2 separate regions of the Danio rerio genome follow, and region 1 is linked to region 2. A link is a contact called in public HiChIP or PLAC-seq data. All regions are on one chromosome and are shown on one strand. The core of a region is the stretch at or near the end of the contact, and the rest is flanking DNA. Distances in the headings are between cores, read along the strand shown.

The links. HiChIP or PLAC-seq counts read pairs in DNA pulled down with a chosen protein or histone mark.
Region 1: a contact with region 2 is called in an H3K4me3 HiChIP or PLAC-seq map of gastrula embryo, with 2.8 times the contacts expected there. The contact joins the promoter of radil2b here to the promoter of mprip in region 2. A contact is called at or near these places in 2 of 4 datasets of contacts at active chromatin or transcription factors (embryo and gastrula embryo).

What each region holds. Positions count from the first base shown.
Region 1 is chr12:880,703-885,109 of GRCz12tu, forward strand. radil2b (Ras association and DIL domains 2b) reads right to left here and starts at 1,262. Exons shown (of 17, transcript XM_073917997.1): 1 at 555-1,262. The coding sequence starts at 685. All of the region lies in intron 16 of mprip (myosin phosphatase Rho interacting protein), which reads left to right.
Region 2 is chr12:655,808-660,196 of GRCz12tu, forward strand. mprip (myosin phosphatase Rho interacting protein) reads left to right here and starts at 2,138. Exons shown (of 17, transcript XR_012387740.1): 1 at 2,138-2,904. dhrs7cb (dehydrogenase/reductase (SDR family) member 7Cb) reads right to left here and starts at 453. Exons shown (of 7, transcript NM_001020657.1): 1 at 367-453.

The DNA of each region.
Region 1 (4,407 bases), core at 12-2,511, 220 kb after region 2:
TCTTCTTAAAAATTACGTTTCAGCACATTGTGACAGAAATGCTGCATGTACGCTCTAAAAATGTAGGCTGTTTTAACCCATTATTGAGTCAAATATGGACAAACACAGCCATTGTGTTGTTTATTTATTTATTTATTTTTGTTATGATAATGTTAATGATATATTTTAACCCAGATGTGGGTTTGTCCATATTTGAGAGTCATCATTTTCTAAATATAATAAGACTATGGTAAATAATAGGTAATGCTTTTAGCACAGTGACCAGTTTCCACTATGATTAACTAGTGGCTTATTGGCTGTTTAGTCTACTTCTAAAGCACATATTCTGCATTAACTGGCCTGATCTAAATACCTAAAAGCAACTTTTACCTTAATAATTAATAATAAGCAGCAAAGTATTGAGTTTATTGAGTCATAGATTATGGTTTATGAGCTACCTAATGAAGAGACCAAAGTTTTAAAATGAAACATAATACCCTAAGCTATACTGTAGATAAACTGTTGATATACCTTAAAGCTGAGCGTGTGCATGTAATGACAGAGTAGTTACTCACTGGACGGATCCATTGCTGTGTTTCCTCCTGGCTCTGGAAAATCTCCCGCGGGTCGCGCTGAGTCCTGCAGCCGCAGGTGAGGCGCCCGGAGGCGGCTTGGATGCCGGAGAGCCCCGCTCCTTCCCGATCATCGCTCCCGGAGCTTCGGTAACGGATCCGTTAGAATGACCGACGAGCACACTCCGTTAAACAACCGGCAAACATCCGTCAGGTCGACAGCAACTCTTCAAATGACATCTAGAAAATAAGTTTCTGCTGTTCACGAGTTCACGCGGCAACTCTGTGGGCATCAGGAGCGCGTTCCCGCACAGAAATGCTGCGCGTGCCTGTGATGCCCACACACAGATGATGTCTATGTAGGCACTTTACAGTGTATTGAGACACAAACATACAGTCTGAATGGGCAAATGAGGTGAAGGGAGGATCCGCATGACGCATTTCTGAGGGAAAATAACTCTCATTTTCCACCATTGAAGCAGAATTCAAAACAGTATATAAAAAGTGGCCAACAATAAAAATGACAGTCTAACAGAGTATTAAACTATTAGACTAGTAAAACTTTTACATAAACTACCAAACAGGCCTGCACGATTTAAAATAATCTACCAATAACTTGAACATTAACATTCACCCTGTAGGCTCCATCCATCCATCCATCCATCCATTCATTCATTCATTCATTCATTCATCCATCCATCCATCAATTCACCCTCCCACCCATCCTTCCATCCATCCATCCATTCATCCATCTATCAATTCATTCATCCATTCATCTATGCATCCATCATCTATTTTCCATCTATTATCCATCATCCATCATCCCATCCATCCATCCATCCATCCATCAGTTCATCCACCCATCCTTCCATCCATCCATCCATCTATTAATCCATCCATCCATCCATCCATCCATCCATCCATCCATCCATCCATCCATCCATCCATCCATCTATCCATTCATTCATCCATCCATCTATCCATCCATTCCTACATTCATCCATGCATCCATCCATCCATCATCTATTTTCCATCTATTATCCATCATCCATCTATCCATCCATCCATCCAACCACCCATCCATCCATCCATCCATCCATCCATTTATCCACCCATCCACCCACCCATCCATGCATTCATCCATCCATCCATCCATCCATCAAACCACCCATCCATCCATCCATCCATCCATTTATCCACCCATCCACCCATCCATCCATCCATTCATCCATCCATCCATCCATCCATCCATCCTTCCATCCATCTATTTAGCAATTTATCCACCCAACCATCCATCCATTTATCCATTCATTCATTTATTCATCCATTCATCAATCATCCATCAATTATCCACTTATCCATCCATCCATCCATCCAATCCATCCATCAAACCACCCATCCATCCATCCATCCATCCATCCATCCATTTATCCACCCATCCATCCACCCATCCATCCATCCATCCATCCATCCATCCATCCATCCTTCCATCCATCTATTTAGCAATTTATCCACCCAACCATCCATCCATTTATCCATTCATTCATTTATTCATCCATTCATCAATCATCCATCAATTATCCACTTATCCATCCATCCATCCATGTTCTTAACCTTCCATCCATCCATCATGTATTTGTCATTCATGTATTTCAGGACTCCACATCTCTAATACTGTTACTCCTCTGACAGAGAGTTTGGGCGCTCATCATTCTGCACGAGATCCTCATCTAGTGGTCAAAATAACACTGTGCAACACACTCACCACCAACACTTCAGATTGTGCCTCCTGCTGTCCACTTCAGGATTCACATCACACCTTACAATAAAACGGCTGAAATGTTTTTACCTCATTAGGCTGAACAGAACAGTCTTCTAGTTCTTTTCTAGTTCATTTTATATATGCTACTTTAAATAAGTAGTTTTATTTGTACACTGTAGCTTTTAAATAATAAATTCTAATCATCTTACAGACTGACTTTAACTATTAAAACTGATTAAAACCTATTCTCTAAAACTACAGGGTATAAATTACTACAAAGCAGAGTTTACTGTGGTAAAAACTAAAGCATACTGTATTACAGATCAGCTCACTGTAGTTAATACAGTAGTGCTGGAGCATTCATCAACCGAGAGTTGTAGATACTATAACAAATGCAGTGTAATGCACTTTACTATAGTATGCTTTAAAAACACTGCAGTGTTTACTATAAATTACTACAGTATTTTTTCATGCAGGATTCTCTAAACACAAGCCATCACACACATCGTGCTAAAGGTGCTATTTCTGTGTGTATAGTAAGTAACTCAACACACCTACAATAATAATAAGCCATGTACAGGACAAACACACACTTATTCAACAATGTGTGTACATACAAACAGGATCAACAACACTCTGGATCAGTTATCAGTGAATGCAGGCCTGTAGCCAGAATGGTGAAAGCAGTGGTTTATTTTTTTCTCAAAAACTGAACCTTTCTGCAGCTATTCGCCTCATTTTTCCTTACAAATTCCTTGTTTTACTCATTATTTTGAAAATACAACTTTCTCACATCAAATATCACTAGAAAAAAGAGGAATCTGTTAAAGTTTTACGTTAATAATGTTTAAGCATTAGTGCTCAGCATATATGAGTGCACCCCTCACAAATCTCTCTTTTAAATTCATATTTTAAATAGGATGATATACAATATTATATGTGTACATTAGATTAGTACTGAAGCCAAATCAGGAGCTCATCTAACAAAATAACTTACGATAACGCTCCAAAAACTAGAACAGCCAAAGAAATGTTATAGAAAAATATTAAATACAAATTTTAAAAGAGGAAAAATCAAGAGAAGCAAAAAAAAGGAAGAACTTTAGTTGAATTTTGTAGGTTGTAATTTATTCATTCATTCATTTTCTTTTTGGCTTTATCCCTTTATTAATCCTTTAATAATTACATTATGTTATATTATATTATATTATATTATATTATATTATATTATATTATATTATATTATATTATATTATATTATATCATATCATATCATATCATATCATATCATATCATATCATATTATATTATATTATTATTATTATTATTATTATTATATTATATTATATTATATTATATTATATTATATTATATTATATTATATTATATTATATTATATTATATTATATTATATTATATCATATTATTATTATTATTATATTATAGTATATTATTATTATATTATATTATATTTTATTATATTTTATTTTATTATATTATATTATATTATATTATATTATATTATATTATATCATATTATTATTATTATTATATTATAGTATATTATTATTATATTATATTATATTTTATTATATTTTATTTTATTATATTATATTATATTATATTATATTATATTATATTATATTATATTATATTATATTATATTATATTATATTATATTATTTTATTTTATTTTATTTTATTTTATTATATCATATTATTAATTTTCCTTTCGCTTAGTCTCTTTATTAATCTGGGTTGCACAAAGTGGAATGAACCGTCAACTTATCCAGCACGTTTTTACGCAGCGGATGCACTTACAGCTGCAACCCACCTCTGGGAAACATTCATACACACTCATTCACACTCATACACTACAGAATATTTAGCCTACCCAATTCACCTGTGCCGCATGTGTTTGGACTGTGGGGGAAACCGGAGCACCCGGAGGAAACCCACGCCAACACAGGGAGAACATGCAAACTCCACATAGAAACACCAATTGACCCAGGATGTTTACTACACTTTACTATAGTATGGTTCAAACTATACTGTAGTATTTTTGTCAAGTGGGAACAAAATTAAATTTAAGTG
Region 2 (4,389 bases), core at 888-3,387:
GTCCCCATAATGTAAGCAATACAAGATACACACACCCTTACAAATCCACTGGAACACACACATCACAGCGGAGATTCAGTGACAAACAAAAAGACACAGAAACACACATTTACACACTTTCACACACACACACATTAGATCTGAAATTCAGTGTCAAACACATACAGACACTCTATTTCTCTCTCACACACACACACACATACAGACATATTACACACACTCATATGGACAAATACACACTCTCACTCACACATCAGTGCTGAGATTCAATGTCAAAGACCACACACACACACACACACACACACACACGGTAACCCCACATACAGCAGAGCAGACAGTAATCTGCTTTATTTGCAGTGTTCTTACCGTGTGTGTGGACGGTTACACCAGTCTCCAGGAGAAACGTGTGTGAGTCTGACTGTTCTCCTGCTCATTCAGACTCAGTGTGTGTGTGTGTGTGAGTGTGGAAATAGTGTCCGGATCACAGCTCTTTTAATAGCAGAGGCTCAAACACAGACTGACATGCTGAGAGCTGTTCATCTGTTCACACACTCTTCACACACAGTGTACGGTGGGGCACTATAGAACTGCTGCTTGACCACACAGACTATTGGAGTACATCCGAATATGTCATTCATTTATTTTATTTTCGGCTTAATCCCTTTATTAATCAGAGGTCGCCACAGCGGAATGAACCGCCAACTATTCTAGCATATGTCTTACGTAGCGGATGCCCTTCCAGTAGCAACCCAGCGCTGGGAAACATTTAAATATGTAGTTAATTAATTTAAATGTTAAAGTATCCTTGTGTTTTATATATACAGTAAATACACTCACTGGCCACTTTATTAGGTACACCTTGCTAGTACCGGGTTGGACCCCTTTTGCCTTCAGATCTGTCTTCACTGTCTTCGTGGCGTAGATTTAAGAAGCTATTTAGATTTATTTTGCTCCATATTGACATGATCAGAACTGTACGTGATTGTGTGTATATGTTTGGTCTCCACAGGGTGGCCTCTTCATTCGGGCCCGTCCTGCTCAAGGACTGTAAAAAATATGGACGACGCGACAGCCCTTTTTCCCATTGAACGCCTTGAGGGCAAAACGCCTGCTTGACGGGCACAAACTGTCGCAAAAGACTGCTGAAATTGGAGCCAGACATGCGCAGAAGGATTGTCTGATGGAGCCAGAGGAGGAGCCGCGAAAATGAGCAGAGTCGAGCTTCCAATCAAACGCTTTATGTAAAATCAACTACGCCCCCCGAACTTCTCAGCATGCGTTTGCTGTCATATCAACACAAATGGATGTAATAACGTTAACAAATATGAGGGTTTTATATATTCAATCGCGCCAGCTCCGGGCCGCAGCGCATAACTTACTCGCGGCGTCGCGGGCTGATTCCGGCTCGCATGCGGCAGCACCTGCTCGCTCGGCCGCCGCATCTGGCTCGATTGACTCGGGCTGGAATTGGGTAGTGAGTCCAGGCATCCGGAGTAGGTCCAGCAGAGGTAACATTAGTCAGTCTGAGCTCTAAGAGATAAGTCTCCGGCAGGCGAGAATCTAGCCGGAACTGTGTTTTGCTATCTGGGTGGCTAGGCGTGTATCAGCAAACTAATAAAGCCCGAAAAAAGCCCTGAACTTAGCGAATAAACAGTGTTCCACCAGGATCATGTATGTCAGAAACTATAGTTTACTGCTGAACTCATTTTGTCATGGTAAAATAACACAGAAATCGAATAATAACACTTCAGTCTCCTGCCGAAGCTCAGACGCCGCGCTTTGAGAAACTGTCAATTACAGCTGTCAATCACGATGACACGCCCAGCATTAAATTACTGCTAAAAACAAACTGTTTACAAAAATGAAGATCTGCACCTATTTCAGCACAATAACCAGTGCCTTAATCGACCAGAACTATCTTTCGGGACATTTTATTGCAAGTGTAATATTTTTTTTTATTTGGGCTCAAGTCTCCTTCATTAACACGGAGGAGGCGGGCTTTATGACTTGTACTGCAGCCAGCCCACAGGGGGCGATCTAACGGCCGAAACCTTCACTCAAACGCAGGCTTGCGGCACACTTGGTCCTGCTCCTGCTCAGATCTCGCGCTCAGTCTGAACTCTCGCGAGAGAAATCCAGAATTCCAGCAGCAGATCTACGAGCGTCCTCCTCCATTGGGAAGCTCGAGCGCCGCTGAGGAAGAAAACAGACTGTATTTCGCCCCGGTAACCCGTTCTCCGGTCGCCTCTGGCAGCTGATGGAGCCGTAGGGTCGAGCTCAGACATGCGCACTGCTGCTGCCGGCGGAGCTTCGCCGAGCACTGGCTTCTGATCCACCGGGACCAAGAGCCTCCATTAGCCGCTAACAGAGGAAACTTCAGCCGGGACCGAAGACCCACGGAGCTCCGTGTCTCCACACCGCCTGGAATTCCGCGTGTCCACCGGGAGCTCCAGCCTTCGGTCGAGCGCGGGAACACGTGAAGTCAGCGCTTTGTTTACCGCTTGCACAATTCCACCATTGATCGGGCAGAAATGCGATTAGAGAGTGGCTTTGTGAGGGCAGGCCATGAACTCCAACACATCAGGCCTGTCGACTAGAGATCTGCTTACATAAAGCGCTCGTCCTGCCGTTTAAACCGTTACCGGGGACCCGCCGCCGCCGTTACCGGTCATGTGTAGGCTGATGTCGGGCTCTAGGATCGGCTGAAGACTCTCGGGATTGTAACGGTCGCTCTGCTATTCGGTGCGGCATCGAAAACGCGCACAAACGGAGGAGCGAAAGATGTCGAGCGCGAAGGAAAACACGTGTAGGAAATTTCAGGCGAACATTTTCAACAAAAGCAAGTGTCAGAACTGCTTCAAGCCGCGAGAGCTGCATCTGCTGACGGATCAGGATCTCAATCAGGTATGAATTCGGTTTAGCGCTCGCCTGTGTGAACGCGCATTGAGGGTGAAGTTGGGTTTATTTTCGCACATTCGTTCGGTGACAACTGGTGATGACACGCTCCCTATAATGTTTACCATGCTACTTTGAATATTCAGTGTGAAATCGCATGTAAGCATGGCTTCAAAACAACATCAGCACTATTTAATTTACTGTAAACAATGTTGTACATAGTTATTAGCTGCTGATGTAGAATTTGCAAAGAATACTTTCATGAAGTTATATTATTAAGGAGTAAGTTTGAATGTGCGAGTATTAAATTAAATTTACCCCAATCTGTGAAGAAACATTGGGGTGACGTTAATTTTACATTTAGTTCAGTGACAACTTGTATATTATACATGCGTACATTGTTTACCATGATACTTTAAATATTAGGTCTAAAATCAGACGTAAGGTATGACTTCACAACAACATCAGCACTATTTGATTGACTCTGTGGACTGTGTTGTACTTTGATTTGTGTTTTCATTGGCTGATAATGTGGTTTCTCGATTTAGAATTAGCAAATACTACTTAATTATATTTGATTCAATTATATTAAGAAGGTGCAGTCTGAGTGTGTGAATATAAACCAACCTCACCCCAGGTGAAAGCGGTGTGGTGTGGTGTGTTGGAGAGTTTCTGGTTTTCATTAGCTGACAGCTCTTTATCGATCAGTTTGCAGTCACCGCTAATCAGTACAATCAGCCACCAGTTTTGTTTAGAAAGGGTTTGTCCTGTTAACTTTCAACTAGCGTTAAATGTTAACAGGATAGCGAGGCTTTTTACATGAGCGGCAGCGTTCTGCTGTATGTTTGTGTATGTTTTAAGATGTCCACTGATAGTTATGGTTGAGTTAAAGGGATCAATCACTCAAGAATTAAAATTCTCACTGTTTACTCCTCCTCAAGTGGCTTTTTTTCTTCTGTTGAACAATAAAGAGGCTACATTAAAGAATTCCCACAATTTTTAATCATCGAGTTCCTCTTTAGGAAAAGAAATACTATGGTAGTCAATGGTTACTTATCACTGAGGAAAATAAGTCAAGCATGTTTTGATTGAGGGTGAGAGTCGATGATGAGAGAAGCTTCAGTTTTGGGTGAACTGTCTCTTTAACATGTGCACTTTATATGTATCGTTGTTAGTAAACCACTTGGAACGTTTGGAACACTGTACTAACCAATCAGAAGCCAGCAGAGACCACTGCTGATTTCTGATTGGTCAAAAAAGTTTCGGTTTTTTGATTAATGCCTGTAAGTTATATCGTCTGCTGGAAAAAGGATGAATTCATTCGGAAATTAAATTGTTTTCCTTCACCTCATGATTTTGCTGAGTATGATGTGATCCTGGATTAACATCTATGTTCATCCTGGAACATCATTTTTGTGGGAAAATGTAATCCATACCTATTCCCTATGCCCAAAACCCAAGCATATCTATAGATTATTCACAAAATTAGAGTTG